Linked DNA regions of Mus musculus: all the other regions are linked to region 5. The links are chromatin contacts, called in public HiCAR-type, HiChIP or PLAC-seq and promoter capture Hi-C maps. All regions are on one chromosome and are shown on one strand. Each heading gives the region's core, a stretch centred on a gene start, on an enhancer-like site or on the middle of the called end of the contact. The rest is flanking DNA. Distances are from core to core; before and after follow the strand shown. Region 1 holds the start of Mfn1 (mitofusin 1). Region 2 has its middle 15 kb from the start of Gm35425. Region 3 holds the start of Gnb4 (guanine nucleotide binding protein (G protein), beta 4). Region 4 holds the start of Ndufb5 (NADH:ubiquinone oxidoreductase subunit B5). Region 5 holds the start of Dnajc19 (DnaJ heat shock protein family (Hsp40) member C19). Region 6 has its middle 22 kb from the start of Ndufb5. Region 7 has its middle 130 kb from the start of 1700017M07Rik.

Region 1 (2,700 bases), core at 138-2,637, 1.6 Mb before region 5:
GTTCTACATAGTGAGTTCCAGGACCCAGGACTGTCTATATAAAATGACACTGTCTCCAAAAAACAACCCAAAACAAAAATCTTCAAATTTAGGCAGAGTGAGAGCACAGATCTGAATTCTAGCACTTGGGAGGCTGTGACAGCGGGTTTGTGAGTTCTTTTTGTTGTTGTTTTGTTTTGTTTTGTTTTTTGTTGTTGTTTGTTTGTTTGTTTGTTTTTTTTGGAGACAGGGTTTCTCTGTATAGCTCTGGTTGTCTTGGAACTCACTTTGTAGATCAGGCTGGCCTCAAACTCAGAAATCTGCCTGTCTCTGCCTCTCGAGTGCTGGGATTAAAGGTGTGTGCCACCACGCCCAGCTCATGCTTGTTTTTTTAACTCATCCATTTTAGCACTGTCCTTCCTATGTGTCTTGGACAGTTTTTCTCCAGATATTCCCAGTAACAGTCCTGAAATGACCTGAGAAATGACATCCTTTCAGAAAACACATACCTCTTTGGCTCCACCTTGCTCATTTTTCTTCACTCTATCCTCTTGTCCTGATCTCCCCCCCCCCCCATAATAGCAGTCATAGTCTGAAATGATCTCATTCACTGTATTTATCCAACTTTTTTATCCAACTTTTATTTTTATTTATCCAACTTTTGCAGGTGCCCATCAATGTTTTAAGCACTTTACACCCTAACCCATTTACTTTCCCACAATTCATGAAGTAGGCATTTTTAGTATTTTATAGATGAGGTAGCTGCCATTCATATGGATAAAGGGGCTTCCCTGGCAAAAGCATCTCATTTGCTAACTCTGTAAAGAACCTCTCAGGACACATGCTGTGAAACCTCTCTTGGAAGGTGGAACATGTAGAGTCCTTGGGCTTCACCCTCGATCAATCAATCAATGGTTTAACAAGATTCCCAGGTGATTCCTAACAAAGTTTAAATCATGAACAATTAATTTTCTTGAGTAATACCTCTTACAGTAAGTAGACACACACAGCTCACTCCAGTAACCCCAGAAAACCAATCAAGACCAGAGCAATTGGAAAAGTCAAAGTTTTGACGACCCCCCCCCCCCCCCCCGCATGATAAACATCTATGTGGTTTTGGGGTACTTCTCCCCCTACACCCTCAGATAACCATGGACATCTTTTCACACTTGGCGCCTTTGAGCTTTGAAAACTCTGAAGGGAAAAACCAAGGGGAGGAGTTGGAAGGTGGAACAGAAAACAGCCCAGTGGTTAATAAGAACTCCTGCCCAAAACAAACCTCGCCTTCAGCCCTGAAGGAAAATGGCGCCCGCAATATATGCAGTTCTGGTCTCGAAGCGTCAGCCAATAGGAGATCCGAAGCGCCGGAAGTAGCCGCCCCTAGCCCCTCCTCTGGGCACCTCCCCTCTTTCGGGAGGATGAGACAGCCAGGGGGCTGTGGCGGAGCTGTGGTTGCTGGGTGACAGTGGGGAGCAGGGACGGAGTGAGTGTCCGCTGGCGGGTGGCGACGTCCGGGGTGACCTTCGAGCTCCGGACCGGCGCAGCGCGAGCGCCCTGACGGGCCGGGGCGGCGGGCCGGGCAAGGGCGACGGGCGGCCAGCCTGAGGGAAGGCCCTGTCCAGGTAGGAATCCACCCGGCTGGGCAGGCTCTCGGCCCACGCGGCTTCCTCTCCCCACGCACCTCCTCCGCGCCGTCAGTTCAGGATTCCGGAGGGAGCCACCCTCCTGGTGGCCACGGCGCTTCTTTTCACGCACACCAGCGTTAGCGTGTGCTTGTCTTTGGTGGCTTTTCATAGGAGCTTCCAGGTAGAACGTCTTTTACTTTAAATTCAACATTCCTTTAAGTTTGGGGACTTTGGCTTGAAGCCTTCCTTCATGCCTTCTTTAAGTCTTGACTCCGTAATTGTGACGAAAGCTGCTACCTTCTTGGTGTCTGTACTGCATTAAGACTTGGGCATTCTTTTATTTTCTTCGCTAACTGGGAAACTTAGTTTAGCTAAACTAGTTTCATCTTCACTCGAGGAAAATAAATTAGGGATTACAACCAAGATTTTTGTTACTAGCTTTTACCGATTTTACATTTATTTACATATCTACTCTTCCAGGATTGAAGATTGAGCCCCTCCCAGGTCTCCCATGCTAGGCAAATGCCATTGTATCCCTAAACCGGTTTCTAAACTGAGTGTCACTGAGAGACCCAGGCAAGCCTTGATCTCACTCTGTTGCCTCTTGTAGACTTGAATTTTCAGCTTTTCCTGTGTGACACTCCTGAGTAACTGAATTACAGGTAACATGACAGGAGGCAAATTTCTCTTTTTTTAATGGGAGATCACTCGAGAGTAATCTTTGGTTTCTGACTAACATGGTTTCTGTAAATAAATAAATAATACTAAAAAGTATTTTATCTATTTGGCCAGGTTAATTTTTTGCTATTAGGAAATTGAGGCATGAACTAGCAGGTATCAGACTAAGCATGATTTTAAATGTTTGCTCTGTTTTTAGATTTTTTAATGTGTATGTTTTTCTTCCATATACGGATGCATGTTTCACCACAGTTTCTGCGCAGTGCCCTTGAGGTCAGAATAGGGCATAAGATCCCCTGGAACTGGAGTTACAGGTGGTTGTGAGCTACCAATTTAAGTCCTTCTGAAGAGCAACAAGTGTTTTAAAGCACTGAGACATCTGCCTAGCCCTGGAGGCATGCACATTTCATTTCTTCTT
Region 2 (2,700 bases), core at 52-2,551, 1.3 Mb after region 5:
TTACAACTATGTAGCTCCAGGTTAGCCTCAAAATTGCAATCTTTGTCTCTACCTTCTCATCGGAGCACTATAGGCATATCCAGCATTCCCAATATCGTACAATAATCATTTTCAGTCTCGCTTATGGATTGTTGTATATGGGTTGTATTTCCTCATCTATGAGAAGTTTGTAACTTTTATAACAGCGCTGTATTCCAGAAAATTGTATATTCTTAAAAAAAAAAAGAAACATATCCCAATAGTATCTAATGTAAGTTCCATTAACAACGCATTTAAAGTATTTGTAAATCAACCAAGATGCTCTCCTAACCTGAGAGAGACAGATGTAGAACTAAATAGATATGAAAAAAAGCATGTTTTAAAAGAGGAAAGAAAAAAGTGACTTGATATGCTTTCTTTCATTTCAGTGAATTTCTTCCAATCTGAACAACACACACACACATACACACACACACACACACACACACACACACACACACACACACACTTCTTAGAAAAAGTACAGGTTATTTTGCAGTGAGAGAAAATGAATAATTGTGTAACTCATAGACAGAATCAGTCTGTCACCAATTGGCAACAGAGTCAATGGTTAATTATCTGCAAAGACTTGTCACTTCTCAACCTTCTAGTCAGCAATAAAAAAAGAAGCCTACTCTAATTAGTAAAAAATAATTTTGGGGTCTTTGTATAAAGCTCTTGGTTTTGTTCAGTTGATTTGTTTCAAAGGTACAATAATTCTCTGACTCCAAAATCAAAGCTAATAGCATTTGCAGTTCTAACTAGGGAACGATTTTCAAGATGGCCTCACTTTCAGAGCAGGATTCCAGCTGTGGTGAGCTGTGGCCATTCAGTCACCTGTGCTGAATAGCAAAGACGGTCCCCTCCCATGAGTTACTCGGGAATAATAAAGGCCCAGACTGAAAAGATACAGAGGAGCTAATATCTGATCAGCGCACAGATGTACACGGAACTGTGAATAGTAACTACAGCTTCCATTTAGGGGAGGAAAAAAAGTCTCCTGACAAATGAGAGTTTGAGTGTATCGCCTCACTTCATTACCTTTGTGCATTTTGGGGGGCCAGAAATGTTAATTTTAATCCATGGAAGACCCGCTAGACGGAAGGTTGGGGACTTGGGTCCAAGCCTGGGTCCCTGCTTGGGCCTCTCCTGGGAATACTGAGCAGTTTCCTTACTGCCGCCTGAGGGGAAGGGTCACGGAAAGGATTTGCAGGGTCCTCATTGAGCCCGCTCCTTGCTGAGAGGAGCTGCCTGCTCCGGGACACCTGGTCATTAACATTGCTAATTAGCAGCCATTAATCAGGGTGCGCGCTTGCTTTTTCTGTTGTTGTTGTTGCTGCACGGTGCTGGCCCCGAGGAACCGAGTGAATAAGAAGATTGTTTCATTACCTCCCCAAGAGGAACGAAAGCAGTTCCCATCAGCTCAAGATGAGATGGATTAAGGGGAAGGTTAGACAACAGTTTGAGATGAACTCGCATTGGAAGGAGGGTGGTGGGGCCAGGAGATCCGGGCTGTCGGCCTCAGGGAGGGAAAAAAAATCAGTCAATTATAACTAAAGAAATTTGCAGTGTAACTCTAAGGACCCTGTGAGAGAAACGCTCACAATGAGAGGTTTGCAGTTTAAGAATTTTGTTTCCCTTCGGGGTTGGAACAGGGGCTTCTCTAAGTTATTTCACATCGCTTTGGTTCTCAGTGAGCTTTAAATTGACTAATTCCTGTTTCTCTCATTCTGAATTCCTTTTTTCTTCCAAATGATCATGAAATCAATTAAAATGTTAAGTAGTTATCACTAAAGCACTTTGAAAAGGGTGTCATCTTTTTACCCAAAAGTGCACATGAACAACAGGCCAGAGGTGACCTAATAAACAACGTAATCCTACAGTTTTTAGAATGAGAATGATAAAACTATGTGGAAGTAAAGACTCTTGATTTGCATATAATGACACTAAAACCAGTAACACATCTTTTTAAAAAGGCTAAAGATAATCAGTGTGTGTAATAAATTGTTAATCCAAATGCAATAAAATGATTGAGCTCTCTGTGGGGAAGTGAAGGGTCACTTGGGCAGAAAGCACATTATATGCATTATAATTTCTAGGAGATGTTTGTCTTGGTAACAGTTTGTGTAACCCAAAGTTGTAATGGTCTCTTTTTAATGCAAAAAAACCCAAAAAAACAAAAAACCCAAAAACCAAAAACCAAAACAAAACCATGCAATAAGAATCATTACTTAATCATCAAGTGGTTATCTGCTCCAAATTAATTTGTTCATTTATGAAATTGTATTCCTCCAAAAGCTACAAAGCAGATTGCGAGTTATATGAGAAGTTCCCGCCCCTGAAGCAACAGAAACACCCAGTGCCACATCTAGCCAGTCCTCTGTGGTGGGTACCAAATGTGCTCTGCTGGAGCAATGAGGGGGAAGCAGGGGTTGCCTAGTACTTATTAGTGCAGTGGCCTCTTTGGGACATGTGTAATAAATATACATTTGCACTTATAATGTGTACCCCTGCACTTTCAAAGAGCCACTGCTCATTCTTGTGCCCTACATTTTTCAAAACAATAGGAGACAAAACCTGTTTTTTATGTACTAATTTGTTCTGTTTGCAAATAACTCTGAAGTTGCTGGGGAAGGAAGCTAGTATGTCAAACTAATACAGGGAGCGTTTCAGTGGGGCTGG
Region 3 (2,700 bases), core at 162-2,661, 1.5 Mb before region 5:
TCTGATTAAACTAGCCAGCAAGGCAAAGAAAGGAATAGCCAAACCACCAAACTTAAATAACACACCTGAAAGAAATCAGAGAATTCACTCACTCTCCGACAATATTTGGTGATGGGGAAAAAAAAAAAAAAAAAAAAAAAAGCCCAACTTAGATACCACTCTTAGTTTTGAAATTGTCCCAGGATCTATTTCAGGATCTATTTTTAAGGAGTAAAAACACACGCTGAAATGTTTATTCATAAAAGACCAGCAACTCAGAACTGCTTCCTGTGTATTGCTCATAGGCTTAAGGCATGCAGTTAAGCAAACCACAGCACGAAGAATCAGCGTCATGGTCTAATAACGTGTAGACAAGAGGTCTGGCAATATTTATTAAATGATATTTTTAAAGTTTCTATTTCGGTTTCAAATTCACCAGCAAACCCAAATGCAAAAGCAAAAGACTCCTTAAGTGCTCTTAATCAAAATATTAAAATATACAGTAAACTTTCAGAATCAGCAATGAATGCTGGCAAAGACCAGATATACAGTTTGGTCAGACCCCTGTAAAAGACAACCTCTCTCCCTCTCACATTAGCATGCCAGCCATCACATCCTGATAAGCTGAAATATATAAAAGGTCACCACCGTCCGAGTTCGCGATATTGAAAGGGACTAATAATTACAATTCTGTCTTAAGGCAACTCCCTAGTAGGGCGCGGGTCTACAGCAGGTTATAATACTCACCTTTTTTTGGGGGGGGGGTGGATGGGAAAGGAGTAGAGAAAACAAAATCACCCACCACTGTCAGCCTTCTCTCAACTTTGAAAACGCAGAAAGAGATGCGGGGAGAAGACGAGAAAAAATAACCGCTTTCTCTAGTTCTAAACTTGCAAATATCCAAAATCCGTTATCACCCACCTTAAAAATAACCAAGCTTTGGGGACATAGTATCAGTCCAAAAACAACAACCTGAGGCTCCAGCAGCCCGTGGAGAACTTGGTGGAGATGGCGGGAGGCTGTGTGTGTGTGTGTGTGTGTGTGTGTGTGTGTGTGTGTGTGTGTGTGTGTGTGTTGGGGGGGGGGGCATTCTCTGCAGCTACCGTCCTCTAGACTCCCGGGTGGACGCACCCTCCGGCCGTCCCGGGCCTCGCAGAGCGCAGGGGAGCCCGCGTCCACACGGAGCCCCGCGCCCGGCCGCCCGCGTCCACACGGAGCCCAGCGCCCGCCACCCGCGTCCACACGGAGCCCTGACGCCCGCCGCCTGCGCTCGCCACCTACCTGGAGCCCGGCCGCCACCACCGCGCTACTGCTGGGCGCCCGGCTGCGGGTCGCGAACCGCTAGCTGGCTCCACCACACAAGACGGCGACCACACCCAGAGCCCTGCACGCCGGACGGGGCGGGGACCCGGGCGCGGCGCGCTGGGCGGGGGCGGGGGCGGGGGCGCGCGAGGCCGGGGAGAGGGTCTGGGAACGCGCCGAGAGAGCGGCGCGCGTGGCTCGGGTCGGGGCTGGCGGGAGCGAGCGCGGTCGGGGCGGGGGGCGCTTGCAGGGGCTCGGGGAACCCAGAACGCGCTTGGCCTGGGTGGAGGCTGATTGGCGCATGCAGGGCCAGGGTGCGTGTGTGTTGGGGAGGGGGCTGGCGGGGGCGCGCGCGTGGCCTGGGCCAGGGTGCAGGGGGTGGGCGCTGGCAAGGCGTGCAGCTTCTGCGGCTTTGGGAAGCGGAAAGCGCATCCCCTGCAGTTTCGATTTATCAGTGTGCCCCTGGACGCGCCGTCTAAGCTGAGTGCCTGACTTCTTCACGCCTGGGCCTGGCCTAGGCTGCTCTGCTCTGGCGGGCTGCAGGGTTGAGCCAGGAGAGCCACAGATGCAGTCTGCAATTACTGGGCTCTAAAATCTGAAGTCAATCCAGCCAAGCAGCCGTCGGTGGATGCCCGAGGTTCACTGGGAACACGAAGCTAGTGATACTGCCCTCCTCCCCACCCCCAACACCAGAACGTGCTGTAAACATTCCTGAACAAACCTATGCTCGCACAGAGCCTGCCCTCTTGACTGTCAGCTCTCGGAAGTTACTCTGTGGTCACTGATGACTGGAAGGCCTTCTCCCAGCACCCTGCCAGGTCTCTGCTCTTTAAACACTAGTGCACCTCAGTGCATCTCAAGCGACTTTGTTCGCATTTCTCCGGCGTTTTATACTGAACATGTTATAAACTAAATGTCTCCCTCCAATTTGTTTCTTCTGCAGGGGCATTGCTCCTCTCCCCACCCCCATCTTTCTTCGGAGTTAATTCCACTTTGACAGACGGTTGCTATAGCATTCTCTTTCTGACGTCAAACAATTTAAAGAAACAGAGCTGGGTAAAAGAGGCTTGCAGAGCTGTAGAAGGGTTTAAAGAATATCAGGAGAGCTTGGCACCCCCGCGGCCTTCCATTCTTCCTTATCAGCTGCTCCATATCAACCTGGAATAAAAGCCACTCATACCTACCGGCAAGGAGGCCAAACAGCAGTCTGAATGTGACTGGGGAGAAGATCTGCTCTGTGTAAAAGCCACCCCACCACAGATGTGAAAACACCAAGATACCAGGATGATGAAGTGGTTTCTCCCCAAAGTTTTGCTTTCCCTAATTAAATACTAGAAGAAAATGAAGAAGTACCAGACTTACACGTCAAAGAGTCAGGATGGTAGGTTGCAGCCGGAGTGGTCTAATTTTTGATGGCAT
Region 4 (2,700 bases), core at 142-2,641, 1.3 Mb before region 5:
TGAATTTTGACCTCTGTCCAACAGTGCAGAAAAAGAGCATAAATCCAGGGATCTTGAAAAATGTGACAACTGTCAATGACTGGCTACTATGGGTTAAGGGTATATTTTGACTATTACTCTAATAATGTTTCTGTTGTCCTGGGGAAATGATGGAAAATCAAGTGTATACCTGCAACATTAAAAAAGAAACGGCAATGTGTTCTATGAATGCATAACTGGTTTTACTGTCTTCAAAATATTTTGCCTCTTTTCTGAGTGATAGGTATTCATTTTTTACAAAACACACACACACACACACACACACACACATACTGAAATAATTTCATTAACAAATTTAAGGTTTATGTATCTGAATGTTTTCCCTGCATATATGTGCACCATGTGTGTGCCTGATACCGTCAGAGGTCAAGGAAGGCATCAGATCAAGATAATGGAAGACGAAATCATTTATTCAAGTTTGCCACCCTGATCAAATTACAACTCTGCAAGGTTTTAAAAAGCTAATTTGCAAAGTTAGTGTAATAATATAGAAGAGACTGCTTCCTTCAATTAATCTGCTCTCTACTATTTCTAAAACTCGGCTCCCTGTTGGCAAGTGTCAGTGAAGAGTAAGCTGTCATTCTCACACTCGCAGACGCAGCTTCTGTTGCCGTAGCTACGCTCATCACTTAACATCTGCCGGACAATCTGTGTACAAAGACGCCGAGGGAAGCCTTCCGTTCACAGCTCAGGACTCCTCGGAAACCTCCCTCCCAACCGACCCAGCCCCAGGACACTGCGAGTCCGAGGAAGCACCGAGCAGCGGATGCTCCCACCGCCCGCGGCGACAGAACGCAGGAGGACTAGTGCGCCAGGATAGGCGACTGCAAGGTCACGCTCTCTGCCTCCGCGGTGGCCTGTCTAGAGCTCTGTTGCATCCTGCAAGAAGCGCCCAAAGGCGGAGGCAGTCATTTCTTCTCTCACCACTTACCCCGAGTGAGCAGCGTCCTTGGGATTTACTAGGGAACAAGCTGCCTTCAGGAACGCTGAGGCTCTTCTACAAATACCCACTAGACTGGTCGCAGCCATGTTTCTAATGGAGACCCACAGTGTCGGTGTCCACGAGGTCACTTCCGCTGGCGGCGTGAGGCAAGTGAAGCAAACAGGAACAGGCTTTGCCCTTACTAAACATGGCCGCTCCCACGGCTCTCGCTTCAATCTCCCAAGTCTGCCATAGAGTTTACAGGGCTCTCTTTGGGCGCCCCACCTACAATGTCGTCACTTTTGTCCGCCAGCGCCTGCCTGTGAAGCTCGCAGGAACGGGCCGCTGCCCTCACTCAATATGGCCTCCTCTAGCGTTCGCCCTCACTGGTGGATTGTCCCTCCCGGCTCCCTTAGCCCTCCCCACTTCCTTCCGTGGCCGGTGTAGCCATGGCGGCCATGAGCCTGCTGCAGCGGGCTTCGGTCTCCGCGCTGACAGCGCTGTCTTGCCGCCGCGCTGGTCCTAGACTCGGAGTCGGAAGTTTTCTCACGCGGAGCTTTCCGAAGACTGTCGGTGGGTGGCGGCCTCGGAGACGCGGGTGAGAGGTGGGAGGGCTGTTTCCAGGTGACCTTGGGGACCTCCGAGGGAGAGAGCGGGGACAAAGTCGGCCTGGGGCTCTCGTGTGAAGAGCTGCTGCAGATCGGATGGCCTTGTTTAAGCTCAGCGTTTGCGAAGCGCCTTGCCACGCCATGCTGGGCGCTGCTCCCTCGCTGCCAGGCTAGGCAGGCATGGAGCTGCTGCCCGCGTCTCCAAGGGCAACTGCACACACTTCGTTGTTGAGACAGGGTCTCGGGGATCCGAGGCTGCACTTGTCCCGGCTCCCGAGGGCTGGGATTGCAGGCTTGCACTGCGTCGCTGGGCTCAGGGCAGAATCAGGGTGCGTGGCACCTGCAGCTGGTTCCAACCCGCAGATAGGAAGTTGCTGAGAAGCGCACTGAAGTGAAGGCTGTCATGGTGTTCCTAGGCACGAGTGTAAAAAGGCTCCAGGTGACAGGCCCGTTAGGCACGGTAATAACTGTGTCCGTGGACCTCACAACATCATAGAAGGCCACGAAAATATTTTATGTTTGTTTTTTTTTTTAAAAGACTAGTGCGAGTGAATGTGTAAAGTTGGGTTCAGCCCAGATTGTATCTGCTGTATGTTAATGCAGTCATGCTTTTCATATGACCTGCGGGTCGCGACCCCTTCATAGGGGTCACCTAAGACCGTAGGAAAACACAGATGTTCACATTGTGACCCATAACAGTAGCAAGATTACAGTTATGGAGTAGCAGTGAAAATAATTTTATAGTTGGAGGTCACAACACAAAGAACTGCATTAAAGGGTTGCAGCATTAGGAAGGTTGAGAACCACTGTTCTCTTAGAAAGGAGCCTAAGAGGGGTAAAGAGCTCAGGTCTCAGGACAGTCATAGAGAGGGCCTTGGTTAGAGATATACAATTTGCCTTGTCTAATATAGAGAAAGACACACACACAAATTGCCCTAAAGCCTATTATATTGAGGCAGTATGCATAGGGACCTTCTGGAACATGCTGGAAAGGATCAGTGCATTTAAAATACCCAGCAGGAATTTACACTGAAGGCAGACTCCATGTGCTGACACTTCTTGGTCATATCCTTTTGACATCACTTTTTTATTGTAAATATCCTCAGATACACAAGTAGAGATCCCTTGAAC
Region 5 (2,786 bases), core at 30-2,529:
TTCACTTACAGATTTTGGTAGGCTCTGAAAAACTTGTTTTACTTGAGGCTCCACATGCTTCATGGCTTGTAAAACATAACGGCCTAAAACCAAAAGCAACAGAATAAGCAAATCCATGCATAACCAGTCTGCTCCACCCCCAACCCACAGACAAACCTGCAAATCCTGCAGCAGCAATGGTCAACCCGACTGCTACCACTGTGCTGGCCTGTAATGGAGGAGAAGAGCAAGTCTTTACTACTCTTAATTGCTACCTATTCCGCAGCCAAACTCATTACGACCTTCATTTTGGTGAAAGGTGGGTTCTTTTTCCCTTTTGGGGCAGGATTAGGGATGGAACCTAGTGTGTGTCTCATGCTGGTAAGGTGCCTACAACTCCAGCCTTTCTCAAAGTTCCAACACTTTTATTCTGAGGTGGAGTCTTGCTAAAATTGTCCAGGCTGCCCACGAATTTGCGACTAGCTCTCTAAGCAACTGGGACTTTACAGAGTGCAGCACAGGGTCTGCTGGAAGAAACATTTTTTTTTCTAATAGAAATATGTCTTTAAAACTACTGCAGTTGGACGTGGTGCACATTGGCGGCTTGCATTTAGTCCCCGGACTTGGGAAACATTGGCAGGTGAATTTCTGTACGTTCTGGGACTTCCAGGACTACAAAGTGAAACCCTGTTTAAAAAAAAAAAATTAAACTACTGCAATTTTTATCCACAATTTATTGTCAGAGTATGGGATTTTCACCAAGAAGAAAAGGGTAAGTCATCTTTACCCACAACAGTAAGATGGTGATTTTTCAGCCATGGAAGAGAACTTTAACCCTTGGGCATTGGAACCCCTTTCTAGTTTAGACAAGACCGGTGAAAATAAGATTTCTGCTGGATTTGGAAACAGTGCTTGCAAAGGCTCCCTGATCCCATAAGGTATTTCCACCGTAAAGAGGGGAGGAGTGCGGAGATGGTAGTGGGGTAACAGCCCGACCTCCTAGGAGGCACAAACGTGTGCCTGCCTGCAAGCAGATAAGGGGTGTCAGCTGGAGCCACCGGAGGCCGGAGTAAAGGTCAGTCTCCGTATCCGCCCAGCGCCCCTTCGGAGCCCGTCAGCGCCGACCACTCACCATGACTCCACTCCGCGGCTCGGCACCGCGCGCTCATCCCAGCGCGAGCCCACCGCCACGGTACAGCTGTGGAGAACGACAGGGCCGAGCCAGCGATGCCGCCACTTCCACTAGCGCCGCGCAACACGGCAGCGGCGCCGTAAAGTGCGTCGGAACTGTCGCACAAAGTGCCGCACAAAGGGCCTCACCAACTCCGGTTGACGGAGAGGTCGGACTGGGGCGGGACTGGCCATGCCCTCTGCCCGGGATTCCTGACTTGCAAGTCCAATATCCGGCCCTAAAACAGGCTTTCCCGCTAAAACCTATCTCCCTAACTTTGCTTTATATAGGTTATTCCGCCCACCCCGTGGAAGTAGCGTTGTTTTTCACATGAGGCATTTATTTTGTCTTCTGTGCATCTTTTGCTACCCTGGGCTGTCGCCAGTAGATGTCAAGAAGCCACAAGGCTGATCTTCATGGCCTGCAGAGACATCTTTCTTCTTCTGGCTTGGAACGTAGTTAGATCTATAAACATCAGAAACGATATGGAAAATGATTTTTTCCAGTCTTTTTTTTTTTTCCATCTTCCTTCCTGATGTCTGCTTCAGGCTATGTAGATTTGTTCACTAAAAATACAGCTCCTGTTGTGTGTTCACCATGAATTTTTTCTCTCCTGTTTTAGCCTGACTTACTATTTGTGTAATTAAAAGAGCTTCTTGTACCTGTGTTGCTCACAGCATGTGGTTGTTTGGCCTAAGCATGGCAAATGCACTTGACTAGAAGGAAAGTGACTAGGAGCTGTCTTTTTGCATAAAGGCTGTAAGTTGTGAGAATATAAAAGCCATATGTGACCCCAAGGGAAGCTAGAAACTAAGGTAGCTGTTCTTTGTCAATGAATTCCTGTTAATCTTGCCAGTCTTCGCCTGCTACTTCCCCAAGCTTCTCCCCTTTGTTGTCAGAAGACCATTGTGTGAATGTATCATATTTTGCTTATCTTTCCGTTTCTCATGGGTTGTTTCTGTGGTGTAGCTGTGGGGAGTGTCATGTCTGTGGGCATGGATGTACAGAAACTAGGCAGAGACTTATTCCTTTCTCCTGGCTAGGTGGGCAGACATGAAATCCAGGCATGCTGTGAGGATTGGACTTTCACTTGTCGTGCTTTGAATCTGAGCTGTCTCTCAGAGGCTCATGCATGGATTCGTGTGTGTGTGTGTGTGTGTGTGTGTGTGTGTGTTTGTGTGTGTGTGTTAAGAACTCATGGCAGGGATGTGTTAGAGGTAGGGTATTGGGAAGGTAACTGGATCGAAAGGCTCTAAGAAGATGAGTGGATTGATCAGTTGGTTCTTGGCTTGGTGGATGGTGGGAGGTGATGGGGACGTAGCTGAATCATAGTTATGCGGAGCAGGTTCTTGTCTCTAGCTCCTCCCTTTCTTTGCTTCTTGGCCATCATTCATCTCTGCTGGTAGGTCCGACATTCCCCATCCTAAGGTTCTGCTTCACCACACATCCAGAAACAATGGGATCAGACGACTATGCCTTGTCAGCTCTGAGACTGTGAGCCAGTTATTTTTCCAATGTGAGGTAATTCTGTCAGTCATTTTGCCACAGCAAAGGAAAGGTGAGCAATGTAGTTACTGTTATATTCCTGAAAGGGAAGGTAGTTGGTGGATGAGGGCCTCGATCCACATCCATATTT
Region 6 (2,700 bases), core at 106-2,605, 1.3 Mb before region 5:
TCCTAGGGGCCTTCAGATGAATATGCAGAACTCTCAGCTCCTCCTGCACCATGTCTGCCTGGACACTGCCATGCTACCACTTGGATGATAATGGACTGAACCTCTGAACCTGTAAGCCAACCCCAATTAAATGTTGTCTTTTATAAGACTTGCCTTGGTCATGGTATCTGTTCACAGCAATAAAACCCTAAACTAAGGCAAAAATATAACTACCAAAACAAGAAGGAATATTAAAAACTGTAAGGGAAATAGAACTAGTCACATATAAAAACAGGCCCATTAGAGCAATGTCTGACTTTTCAAGGGAGACTCTGTGTAGTACAACAAATTTAAGCTTATCCCTGTCTGACTTACAAATAACTGAGACTCAGACTATGGTTATTTTATTTGGCTTTGATAATTAACCCTTAATCTACTTTTCTAACTGCTGGCCTGACTACCTTCCCAGCAGCATTTCCCAAATACTTGCTCTTCCTCCTGGCTATGTGCTCATGGCACCTCTCCTCTCAGGGTGCCTTCTCTTCTCCCTATGGTCTCTCTCTGCCTCACTCCTCCACTCCCAACCAGGTAACTCAAAAGCCATCTACCTCTAGTCCCTCCAGTAATTGGCTGTAGCCAATTTTACATAACCAACAATTTTAAAATAAGGATCAAAGTTTGCATAACAAAAGCTTGTAAACATGAGAATTCACTCATTGGCCCAGGCTTTAAGTATAGAATTTAGCATTACAATACAATAGAGCAGACCTCAACCCTGTAAAATACAAAAGGGCCAGGAGTGGTGTTCTATAAGCTTTGAAACACTGCAGTTGCCAACCCAGACTACTATATCCAACAAAATCATCATTTACAATGGACCTGTACAGAACATGTCACATAAACACTAAAGAATATACTTTCTTCTCAGCAACTCATGGGACTTTTTGTGAATTTGACCACATATTAGGACACAAAGCAAATCTTAACAGATTTAAGGAAATTGGAATAACACCCTGCATCCTATTTGACCACCATGTACAGAACATGTCACACAAACACTAAAAAATATACTTTCTTCTCAGCAACTCATGGGGCTTTCTGTGAATTTGACCACATATTAGGACACAAAGCAAATCTTAACAGATTTAAGGAAATTGGAATAACACCCTGCATCCTATTTGACCACCATGGATTGAAGTGGGATATAAACAACAGAAAGCATACAAAATCGTGGAAACTGAGGAACTCACTACTGAACGAATTGGGTCACGAGGGAATTAACAACTTTTTAGAACTGAATGGAAACAAAAGCATACCACGCCCAAACCCTCAGGACACAATGAAAGCAGCACTGGGAGGCAAGTCATTACGATTACATACTGACCTTAAAAAAAAAAAGCCAGGTGGGGTGATGGTGCAGGTATGCCTTTAATTACAGTGCTTAGGAGACAGAGAGGCAGCTGGATCTCTGTGTGTTCCAGCCTAGTCTATATAGATAGTTCTAGGACAGCTAAGCTCTGTCTTGAAACAAAATAAAACACCTCCAAACCCCAAAATCCTAAACCAACAACAACAACTACAAAACAAACAAACCCAAACCAGCACCAGCACCACCCAAACCTGAAGAAACTTAACAACACACGTGAAAGGCCTAGGAAACCAAGAAGAAATAATGGCCGAAAAGAATAGGTGAGAAATAATAATCAAACTTGGGGCTGAAATTAATGAAAGAAATAGAAACAAAAAACAATACAAAGAATTAATGCATCGGAGAATTGATTCTTTGAGAAAGTAAAAAAAAAAAAATTGGCAAAGCTTTAGCCAAGTTTACCAAAGGATAGAGAGAAGATCCAGATTAATAAAATTACAGATGAAAGGGGAGACATTACAAAAGAATACCAAGAAAACTCAGAGAGGTATATGGATATACCTAAAAATAATCTGTATTCCACTAAATTGGAAAGCCTGAAAGAAATGGATGAATTTCTTTACATATACAACTTACCAAAATTAAGTGGGGATGAAATCAACACTATAAACAGACCTGTAATCTCCTATTGAAACAAAAGCATTAATTAAAAAGTTCCCAATCAAAAGAAAAGACAAGACCCAGGGCCCATGGATTCAGTATAGAATTCTTCCAGACCTTCAAAGAAGAATTAATACCAATACTCCTTAAATTATCCCACAAAATAGAAAGTGAAAAAATATTGCCTAAATCTTTTTATGAAGCCACAATTACTCTGTAAACCATACAGAGACCCAACAAAGAAAGAAAATTACAGATCAGTTTACCTTATGGACATAGATGCAAAAATTCTCAATAAACTGCAAACCTAATCAAAGAAAGATTATTCACCATGATCAAGTGGGCTTCATCTTAGAGATGCAGGGATGGTTCAACATATGAATATCAATAGATGAAATGAATCACACAAGCAGCCTGAACGGCAAAAACGCAGGATTATATCATTAGATTCAGAAAGGATGTTGATACAATGCAACATCCATTCTTGATAAAAAGTCCTGGAGGGATTAGGGATACAAGGGACATACTTTACCATAATAACGACAATTTTCAGCACGCCCATAGACAACATCAACCGGAATAGCAAGAAAAACAAGTATTTCCACTAAAATCAGGACTAAGATAAGAATGTCTGTTTTCTCTATACCTATTTACTATACTTTTTGAAGACTTAGCCAGAGCAATAAGACAAC
Region 7 (2,700 bases), core at 155-2,654, 1.1 Mb after region 5:
TGAATTTAAGAAAGCATGCAGTCCAGATATTGTGGGCGGCTACCTTACATGTAGAGGGTCAATCTTGGAATAAAATTTACACAGAGAACAGAAGGCAGAGCTGAGACTGCTGGGGTCAGAGGGACACTGTTAAGCCAGATCAATCCCTCCAAGAAGCCTGCCCTAGACTCTAGACTTCTCAGAACACAAGTCAAACATTCTTCCCTTCTTTTAAACAGCTTCTGATAATTTTAAAGGAAAAAAAAAATCACTTGATCGATATAAAATGTTGTTTTATGTTTTATACACCCATTTTTCCTAGCACTGAATTCTGTGTCTTCAAGATCTTTTTTTTTTCTTCTTTCTCAACGCCTTTAAGCATTCTTCATGGGTGTCAATAAGTCTGCGTTCTCGCTACCCATTGCTTCTCCTATAACAGCTGCTACCACATCTGCCTCTTTTTTTTTTTTTTTTCTCATTAGAACTAAATGAAACCATCAGATTCCCAAGTAGTTCTCCTCCTGGCAAAAGAGCTCTACTAAAGACCTTAAAACACACTAAATGAGATTCTTATTTCTAGAGGAAACAGCCCCTCTGTAGGTTGTCATAAAGACCCTCCCTTTCAGGAACTTTCACGCAGCTTTAGTCTTAGTGCCCTGAGATTTTAGGTACGTTTCAAAAGCAATGGGGTATTTTCCACTCATTGGCTCCTTCATAAAATGTGGAGTCTCATCCCAGTAGAAAGATGCAGACCTAGTAAGGGCACAGTTGAAGCCTAGGAGAAGCCACCACCCTGGTCCTCAGGAACAGCTAAACAGAGGAGTCCATCAAGAAATTCCTGGGCTGCCAACCAATGCCTCCAAGAAGCAGCAATTATTGGGTTTCTCTCTCCTAGAGACAGAACACAGAAAATTTCACCCTGTTTTCCCTGCTTCACTTAAGAAGATGAGAACAAATGAAACGAAGAAAACAAGTATCAGCCAGAGAAACTCAACCCAGGAATCTCCATTGCCCCCATGCCCCAAAAATCCAGAACACAAAGATGGAATGTCTAAAACTCTCCTAACTCCTGCGAGGCCCACTGTGGGGTTGAAATGATTTAAGGAGGTGAGATGCTTTCATTGATCTCTCCTTTTCCAAGAAAAAAAAATTTGACGAAAACTGTGTTCTAGGGAAATGTTATCAGAAACTTATTTGTTTGTGTATTTAGCTGTTGCTGTCTGCTTTACCCCTTATATAATGTTGACATTCTTTGAAAATGGGTAGATGGACCTTATTCAAGTTCTGACAGTAACTCTTTGTTAGTGTACAAACGGCTTCAGAGGTATTTCATTACCATTCGTAATCATCCGTTTGCTTCTAGCTGGTGACATTTGGAATAGTAAGCAGGGGACACTCTTTGTGTCCAGTGAGTTCATAGAAAGTTAAACTTACTTTCCACAACAGACTCAAGCTTAGCTACCATAACCCTCTTCAGTTACTGTGTGATGTGTTTGAACAGTATGAATGATTAATGAAAGCTAAATAGTCCAGTTTCTATCTTAAAACCTTTTTGTTAACTGCCAGAGAGCTGAGTGACTGGGAGGTGATTGCTGTTCAAATGAGTTATTTATGCAATCTGATGCTTGTTCCCTGACAAAAAATTTAATGTATCAGCTGCTCATTTTCAAAAGATGTAAAAAGTCAGAAACTCTTCCTGATGCCTTTTCCCATCCACAGACCAACACCAAGCTCTGTGGTCCTTGCCAGTTTGGCATCAGAAAGCGAACTTGGCTTGCCCGTCTGAACGAAGCATGGTTGCTTTCTCCCAAGGAAACCAAGATAAAATGTGGCAACGGGTAGCATCCATTACAAAGGTCCTGAAAGTTGCCTCAGAGTTTTCCTGGACCAGATTCTGGCATTGCTCCCAGAAGAAGGCCACTGCCACCCGTGAGCTACGAAAAACAGTCATGCCTGCTGGAGGGAGGGAAGTGTGTAAAACGCTCTGGGTGTTTACGAGCTGATCTGGAAGAGGCATCTTCAGAGATAACTCCTCTGGTAAAGGGGCTCAAGCGTGATGAGGAAACAGAGATTAAGAACCCAGGTGGAGACCACACCTGGGGGATGACAGGAACTAGAGTGGAGGAGGAGGAGGTTGGAGGAGGAGGTAGGTTTCCAGAACACAGCATAGTCGTGGGACATATAGCAGCATCACATGTAATATGAACATCCTTTGGCTTGTTTTGTGATGCTGGGGATCCAGTTCAGCCTCATGTATAGACAAGGCTTGTGCTCAGCCACTGAGCTGCACCACAGTCCTTCTCTCTTTAAGCAAACTTTACATTCTTTTGTTGGCTATGCTGTAAATGCCCTCTTACTCATTTTTTATAATTTGATGGCATTTGGAGCATTGCTTATGGCATGTTTGTCAACTCAACTCCATCAGAATTACGATCATAGCAAGGGATGAAGATACGAATGTCTACCTGACAATCTCTCTCTTTTTTTAAGCAATAAAACCTTTATCCTTTTCCATTTGGTGGTCTGTTGGACACGAACCATTTAAGAGTTTCCAAATAAAATGCTTTAGCACATCTGCAATTAATAAGCCTGAAGCTTATTTTGTACCATTCCTGGTCATCTCTTTTACCAGTTGTGTGTTACTTTGGTTAACCATTTCCTTTCAAAAAGGAGGAACAGAAACGGAATTAATCTAGTGGTTTTTGAAGAGAATTCACAGGT

The links. Promoter capture Hi-C pulls out the DNA fragments that hold promoters and counts their contacts. HiCAR-type assays count read pairs that join an accessible place to other places. HiChIP or PLAC-seq counts read pairs in DNA pulled down with a chosen protein or histone mark.
Region 1: a promoter capture Hi-C map of pre-B cells shows a contact between it and region 5. The contact joins the promoter of Mfn1 here to the promoter of Dnajc19 in region 5. A contact is called at or near these places in 4 of 39 promoter capture datasets (hippocampal neurons, liver and pre-B cells), 1 of 484 Hi-C or Micro-C datasets (CD8 T cells) and 2 of 9 other capture datasets (adipose tissue and liver).
Region 2: a contact with region 5 is called in a promoter capture Hi-C map of embryonic stem cells, with 4 times the contacts expected there. The contact joins the enhancer-like site here to the promoter of Dnajc19 in region 5. A contact is called at or near these places in 5 of 39 promoter capture datasets (the 3T3-L1 cell line, embryonic stem cells, hippocampal neurons and 1 more), 1 of 484 Hi-C or Micro-C datasets (CD4 T cells) and 2 of 115 datasets of contacts at active chromatin or transcription factors (astrocytes and embryonic forebrain).
Region 3: a promoter capture Hi-C map of liver shows a contact between it and region 5, with 5 times the contacts expected there. The contact joins the promoter of Gnb4 here to the promoter of Dnajc19 in region 5. A contact is called at or near these places in 2 of 39 promoter capture datasets (hippocampal neurons and liver).
Region 4: a promoter capture Hi-C map of liver shows a contact between it and region 5, with 4 times the contacts expected there. The contact joins the promoter of Ndufb5 here to the promoter of Dnajc19 in region 5. A contact is called at or near these places in 12 of 39 promoter capture datasets (the 3T3-L1 cell line, the HPC-7 cell line, cranial neural crest and 8 more), 8 of 484 Hi-C or Micro-C datasets (CD4 T cells, Th1 cells, bone marrow-derived DN2 thymocytes and 5 more), 4 of 115 datasets of contacts at active chromatin or transcription factors (astrocytes, embryonic stem cells, large pre-B cells and 1 more) and 4 of 9 other capture datasets (adipose tissue, embryonic stem cells, liver and 1 more).
Region 6: an H3K27ac HiChIP or PLAC-seq map of embryonic stem cells shows a contact between it and region 5, with 4 times the contacts expected there. The contact joins the enhancer-like site here to the promoter of Dnajc19 in region 5. A contact is called at or near these places in 5 of 39 promoter capture datasets (the C10 cell line, hippocampal neurons, liver and 2 more), 1 of 484 Hi-C or Micro-C datasets (CD4 T cells), 3 of 115 datasets of contacts at active chromatin or transcription factors (embryonic stem cells, large pre-B cells and pro-B cells) and 2 of 9 other capture datasets (adipose tissue and embryonic stem cells).
Region 7: a HiCAR-type map of astrocytes shows a contact between it and region 5, with 4 times the contacts expected there. The contact joins the enhancer-like site here to the promoter of Dnajc19 in region 5. A contact is called at or near these places in 4 of 39 promoter capture datasets (embryonic stem cells, hippocampal neurons, liver and 1 more), 2 of 115 datasets of contacts at active chromatin or transcription factors (astrocytes and stem cell-derived neural progenitor cells) and 1 of 9 other capture datasets (embryonic stem cells).

The regions. Positions count from the first base shown.
Region 1 is chr3:32,528,095-32,530,794 of GRCm38.p6, forward strand. Mfn1 (mitofusin 1) reads left to right here and starts at 1,388. Exons shown (of 18, transcript NM_024200.4): 1 at 1,388-1,601.
Region 2 is chr3:35,331,825-35,334,524 of GRCm38.p6, forward strand. No RefSeq gene overlaps it. Among named protein-coding and RNA genes, the nearest start is that of Gm35425, 15 kb to the left of the region's middle. Within about 2 kb of position 1,302, at least 40 of the 459 cell types and tissues checked have an H3K27ac peak or open chromatin away from gene starts, as enhancers often do. A contact at or near this core is called in embryonic forebrain and embryonic stem cells, where this site is marked.
Region 3 is chr3:32,615,179-32,617,878 of GRCm38.p6, forward strand. Gnb4 (guanine nucleotide binding protein (G protein), beta 4) reads right to left here and starts at 1,412. Exons shown (of 10, transcript NM_013531.5): 1 at 1,261-1,412. Gm52622 (a long non-coding RNA gene) reads left to right here and starts at 1,433. Exons shown (of 2, transcript XR_003954599.1): 1 at 1,433-2,099; 2 at 2,225-2,700.
Region 4 is chr3:32,735,672-32,738,371 of GRCm38.p6, forward strand. It overlaps Ndufb5 (NADH:ubiquinone oxidoreductase subunit B5), which reads left to right and starts at 1,392. Exons shown (of 6, transcript NM_025316.2): 1 at 1,392-1,534. The coding sequence starts at 1,411. It overlaps Mrpl47 (mitochondrial ribosomal protein L47), which reads right to left and starts at 1,084. Exons shown (of 7, transcript NM_029017.2): 1 at 971-1,084. The coding sequence starts at 1,068.
Region 5 is chr3:34,080,075-34,082,860 of GRCm38.p6, forward strand. Dnajc19 (DnaJ heat shock protein family (Hsp40) member C19) reads right to left here and starts at 1,280. Exons shown (of 6, transcript NM_026332.4): 1 at 1,112-1,280; 2 at 157-208; 3 at 10-83. The coding sequence starts at 1,114.
Region 6 is chr3:32,758,081-32,760,780 of GRCm38.p6, forward strand. No RefSeq gene overlaps it. Among named protein-coding and RNA genes, the nearest start is that of Ndufb5, 22 kb to the left of the region's middle. Within about 2 kb of position 1,356, at least 6 of the 459 cell types and tissues checked have an H3K27ac peak or open chromatin away from gene starts, as enhancers often do. A contact at or near this core is called in embryonic stem cells, where this site is marked.
Region 7 is chr3:35,140,232-35,142,931 of GRCm38.p6, forward strand. No RefSeq gene overlaps it. Among named protein-coding and RNA genes, the nearest start is that of 1700017M07Rik, 130 kb to the right of the region's middle. Within about 2 kb of position 1,405, at least 25 of the 459 cell types and tissues checked have an H3K27ac peak or open chromatin away from gene starts, as enhancers often do. A contact at or near this core is called in astrocytes and stem cell-derived neural progenitor cells, where this site is marked.